2 separate regions of the Ovis aries genome follow, and region 1 is linked to region 2. The links are chromatin contacts, called in public Hi-C maps. All regions are on one chromosome and are shown on one strand. Each heading gives the region's core, a stretch centred on a gene start, on an enhancer-like site or on the middle of the called end of the contact. The rest is flanking DNA. Distances are from core to core; before and after follow the strand shown. Region 1 holds the start of DDX6 (DEAD-box helicase 6). Region 2 has its middle 12 kb from the start of TREH.

Region 1 (2,700 bases), core at 90-2,589, 60 kb after region 2:
GCAAGGCCTTACTCCGTCAAGCAGTCGGTCCTCTTCCAAACTGAGCCCTCCGCTACAGCATATCCCTGCCGCCCCCTATAGGGCCGCCTCGTACCCTATAACCTCCACCATCTCCCTAAGTCCTTGCCGCCCCCTACGGTCCCACCCTCCCTCGTCACCCACAAAGCTCCTCTGAGGAATTCTCCCGCTCTTCCTCCGGACCCCGCCGGGCACAACACTGCTCTATGCTACTCCTCCCGGCGTCCCCACCCCACAGCTGGCGCCCGCCGCCCGCCTTCCTCCCCAAGGCCCGGCCAGGCCTCAGGCCTCCGCCTCAGAGCGCCCCCCACGCCAGCCTGGGGGCTTCCTGCAGCCCCTGCGACACGGCAGACCGCCACCCCTCCACCTCACCCCTCTCCCCGCGGCTCAGGCCCGAGTCCTACCACCGAGGCCACTCCCGCTCGGCACCCTCGGTCCTTTATTGTTGACTCGAAGCTCCCAAAATGGCGGCGGCTCCTTCCTCCTCGGAAACCTCCGCCCGCCCCCACCCGGCCCCTCGCTTCGGCCTCCTCCCGCCCCCGCCCCGCCCCCGCTCGGGGGGCCGCTCAGGCCGGCCTGCCTTCGCCCGCCCGCTCGCTTCCCCGGCCGGCCAGCCCTACCTCCGCCGCTGCCCGCTCTCAAGGCGCCGCCGAAGCCGCCGCCCGGACTGAGCTAACTCGGCTCCCCCGCCCCCTCCGTCGCCGACTGCCCCCCCACCCGTTCTCCGCATGGCGGCCGCCGCGGCTCCTCCTCCGCGCAAGATGGCGAGCGCCCAGCTGCCGCTGCTGCACCCGTCGCGGCTCCTCGGCCTCCGTTGCTTCGCGTCAGGAGAAATCCGGGCCGAGGAGCCTTCCTCAGGAGAAAATGGAGGGCAGTGTTTTTCCACCGACGGGGAGTCTGCGGGGGCTGAAATGGAGGGGAAGTTGAAAGGGAAATATGGATCCCTTCAAAGAGAAAGGAGAACTGCCTTTTCCACAGCTAAGGAGAAATGATCCGGGAATGGTGGGTGGGAAGAGTACCCCCCCCCCCCAAAGTGGAAGTCGAGGGCTTGGGACCCGAGGAGGATCTGCTTATTCCTGACCAAGGACCCGGTAGCGATTCGGGGACGAGACAGCTGACCTGACATCTCTCGCGGGCCAGGGAGGCTGCTGCAGGTCCAAGGGGGCCGCGTCCGAGCCCCTGCGGGGCGCGCCTCCATCCAGGAACGCGCGGAACCAGTGGTCCGGAGGCGCCAGCACGCACCCGGGTGTGGGGACAGGAAGGGGGACCTGCCGGGACGGGTGCAGCAGGGAGAACCCCGGGGAGAGCGCGGGGCGGGGGCCAGGGGGCGCTGTGCGCGGGCGGGCGGGGGCAGGGGTGGAGAAGGCTGTGGGAAAGTTGGGCGAGGGTGGGGTGCTGGGTAGCTGGGGTGCGACCGGGGCAGGAACCCAGAAAGCGAGCCTCGGAGAGGGAAGTGGGAGACTAGAGCAGCGATCCCCGCTTTCTCAGCACTAAAGGGCAATCCTCAAAGAGAGGGAACCAGGGAGGCCGAGCCTCCCCAGAAGGAAGGAAACGCTGCTAGAGTCAGTTATGATGGGAATAGGAGTTCTGTACGGAAATGAACTAGAAGACCAAGCGTAATTCTTTCCCCAGCCCGACCCTCATCAGAAAGATATTTATGTATTTGTTCCCATAATTACTTTTCATATTCTAATGTCTCCGTTTATCCTTAACCGAAATAACAGGAATGCAATCTTGTTCCAGGTAAAACAAAAATCGGAAGCTAGCAAGTTGGCTAGGTTAAAGGAATAATAAAAACCTGGGTCTCACTCTCAACTGAGAGACAATATACCAGGCAATGACCAGACCATAGGTTGACAACAGAACTCCGACCCACAACCTCTGCTGCAACCAACACGCGAAGCCAAACCACAACCTCTGCAGTGATCAGCTCAGAATGAGCCAGATTCGGTCATTGACTGCCAGCTTCCCTACTTTTTGCCTGTGTTTCCAACTCTGGACCAATTAGAGAAAGCCAAATATGTTCCCCTAAACCAATCACGTTAGACTCCCCGCTTCTAGTTAGCCCGCCTCCAGCTTTCCCCGAGTTAACCTCCAATCAGAGCAAACCCTGAAGCCTTCACCCATCCCCATCCGCCCCTTTATTTTTAACTGTCGGCGTTTGAGTCCCCAGCTAAGTGAAGGTGGCTGGCTCTCACTGTAGCAAGCTTTGAGTAAATAACTTGTTCTCATTGGTGGTCATTTTTATTTCCACACAGCCGAAAAAGAGGTGTTAAAGAAATGTTAAAAGGCTGTTCTTGAGATTTTTTTTTTAACGGACCTTTAACAGTTTTTTTTTTTTTTTTAATTCTGAATTTGTAACATGTGGTCGCCCACCCAGCTTTTAAAAAACCCACTCATTTAAAGGAAATAACCAGCATCTTGTGTCCACACCGGAGAGAGAATGGCTAAGTGGTTGTTTAATAAAATGTTGAGGTCTGAGGCCCCACTGTCTTGCCATGTAGCAGGAATGTGAAGTGGAGGAGGACAAGAAGTGAGTAGGAGGGAGAGGAGCCTAGGGATTTAAAACAGGCCACAGCCTACTCCGGTCTCTTTCCCTAGACCTCTCAAAAAATGAGACCAGCCAAAGGAAAGGGGTTTGTATTCCCACATAAATTTCTTACCTTCAAAGGGGCCCTGGCT
Region 2 (2,700 bases), core at 127-2,626:
CTTTGCTGGGATTCTAGAGGCCGCCACATGGGAGCCAGCAGACCAGACTCCCCATGGCCCAGGCCTGGACCAAGACCACACGGTCGAGCAGCGCCAGACCCAGAGCCCAAGCCCAGGCTGCAGGGCCTCCAGCCTCCGCTCCACATGGGCCCAGGGTGCCTGTGTCCTCTCTTCTGACTCCAGGTGAAGCCAGAGGTCTTCAGCCACCCCGAGCAGTTCTTGCTGACCTACTCAAGACACCGTTTCATTGTGCCTGGTGGGCACTTTGTGGAGTTCCACTAGTGGCAAATGGCCGGGGACTGCAGGGGTGAATGAGGGGTTAACCCGGTGAATGGGGTGGGCGCCCTGATGTGGCCCGGGTATGCAGGACAGAGGGTGGCAATGGGTGATGCCTGAGCTCTCCTCCCCCAGGGACTCCTTGGGTGATGGAGGCTCTGCTCCTCTCTGAGGTGCCCGAGACGATGAAGGGCATGCTGCAGAACTGACTTCCTGCACCCACATGGGCACCCCTCCCCATGCTGCCCCACAACCCCCTTCCTGAGACCTCCCAGGGCGGGGCTGGGGCAGGGCGTCTGGGCTGAGATGGAGCCCATCCCAGCTCCAGTCCAGGGACCACATTTACACCTTGGCCTTAGAGCTGGACTTTTTTTTTTTTCGGCTGTGCTGGGTCTTAGATGTGACATGTGGACTCTTTCGTTGGAGCATGCGAACTCTTAGTTGTGGCATTTGGGATCTAGTTCCCTGACCAGGGGTCAAACCTGGGCCTCCTGTACTGGGATCCTGCATGGGTCAGTCTTAGCCACTGGACCACCAAGGAAGTCCCTAGAGCTGGATTTTGGGGTTAAGAACAGGAGCATCTCCGTGAACTCCAGGAGAAGAGCTATGTTCAGCATCGCTATGAAGTCCCTTACGGGCCCCAGGTGAGGACCCACCTGGCCAGCCTCTCAATCTGTTGTGTGTTCACTCCGGTTTGAGTGTCAAGACTTCTCTAGGCAGGAGGGTGGGAGACTGAGTCCCACCTCTCAGACGATGACCTGATAGTTCTAGGAGGGCCTAGAGCCCCAGTGCCAGGCCCCTCCTGGCTCCAGGAGCGCTGGTGACTTAGCTCCTCCTCTCAGATCATGTTACTGTGTGCCTGGGCTCCCAGGAAAGGGGTGCTAATCTGTGCTCTGGGGGCTGGATCACATCGACCTGGATGCTCATGCATCCTGGGCCAGGCCCTGCTCTGGGCCATACCTGGGGCAGGAGAGGCCCCAGAGGACCATGGGTGCAGGCAGGACACCACTGAGACTGGGGGCAGGGGCTGCACTCTGGTAGGAGGAGAGGAGGGGGGCAGAACACCCTGGCACTAGCTTCTTTGTAGTTCAGCCACCAGTCTGTGCAACGCAGCACTGCCCCTCCTCCCAGAGCAAGGCCTGGAGCGAGACAAGGGAGCCTCAAGTCCCCTCCCCCACCTGCTCAAACCACAGCCACCTGTAGATCAAAACACGTCTTTTTTAAAATCCTCAGCTGCCTGAAAGATGTACATGGTTGGGGCTGGGGCTGAGACTGCGCACACGTGGTGGGGGCACTCCTGAGTGCCCTCAGACTTGGCGCGTTTCTGCATTTCTGCACATGACAGCAATTTTTGCAGAAAGGGTGTGGAGGGCGCATCTGGGCCTGGCACCAGCCTGCGGCAGCTGTCTGCGGCTGCCTTTGTCCACCCAGGGTGCCCAACCTCTTGTTCTCACCTCAACCACTGTGGCGGCTTCCTCTCCCCATGAGAACAGGGACTCTCACAGTGCCCAGAGGACTGGCCGTCTCCCTGCCTGGCCTGGCGTTCCAGGGCCACTGCCCAGTATTAGCAAAATTCACAGGCTCCCAGGTGATCCACTCAAGCCACACACCCTTTCTCCCGCCCAGGCTCTGTAATTAAGGGTATTAGCAATGTTTGTAAATCTCCATGAGAGAGGATTTCAAGCAGAACTGGGCCCCAGGAGCCCCTGATTGAAGCCATTCAAGGCTGTGGGCTCCTGAGTGGCTCACTGCCATTCTAGGTCATCTGTGTATCACCTGAAGGCTTTGCTAGCCACAAGGGGTTGCAGACTCAAATTCCGGGACACAATTATGGGATGTAGTTGAGACTAAGGAACTCTAACTATGCAAGGGGCAAGATGCTTGGTGGGGCTGGGGTGACCAGAAAGCACATTCCTTTTTTAAATTTGATTAATTAATTAATTACTTTGGCTGCGATGGTCTTAGCGGTGGCACTCGAAATCTTTGCATCATGCAGGGTCTTTCACTGTAGTGCCCAGAATCTCTAGTTATGGCACGCGGGCTCAGCAGTTGCAGTGTGCTGGCTTAGTTGCTCTGTGGCAGCTGGGATCTTAGTTCCCCAACCAGGAATCGAACCTGTGTCCCCTGCATTGCAAGGCGAATTCTTAACCGCTGGACCACCAGGGAAGTCCCCAGGAAACACATTCCTGTGTAACTGGGGTCTCTGCTGCTGGCTAGTGTAGGGGAATGTGGGGTCCTGGTTTGCTAGATCTTCCAATTTATCAACATAAGATCATAAGATGGAGATCCATATTTTACATGAAATATTCCAATTTTTAAATGTCTCGATGTCCCAAATTCTGACTGTACCTCTAGAAGTGCAAGCCTGTGTGTAAGTGAGGAGTAGGAAGAAGGCAACCTGAGCCCACTATAGGATTCCCTTCT

The links. Hi-C and Micro-C count contacts between places; a contact is called where the count stands out from the background.
Region 1: a contact with region 2 is called in a Hi-C map of hypothalamus, with 4 times the contacts expected there. The contact joins the promoter of DDX6 here to the enhancer-like site in region 2. A contact is called at or near these places in 3 of 16 Hi-C or Micro-C datasets (blood, hypothalamus and muscle).

The regions. Positions count from the first base shown.
Region 1 is chr15:29,128,035-29,130,734 of ARS-UI_Ramb_v3.0, forward strand. It overlaps DDX6 (DEAD-box helicase 6), which reads right to left and starts at 1,340. Exons shown (of 15, transcript XM_042232709.1): 1 at 1,138-1,340; 2 at 736-924.
Region 2 is chr15:29,068,230-29,070,929 of ARS-UI_Ramb_v3.0, forward strand. No RefSeq gene overlaps it. Among named protein-coding and RNA genes, the nearest start is that of TREH, 12 kb to the left of the region's middle. Within about 2 kb of position 1,377, at least 7 of the 54 cell types and tissues checked have an H3K27ac peak or open chromatin away from gene starts, as enhancers often do.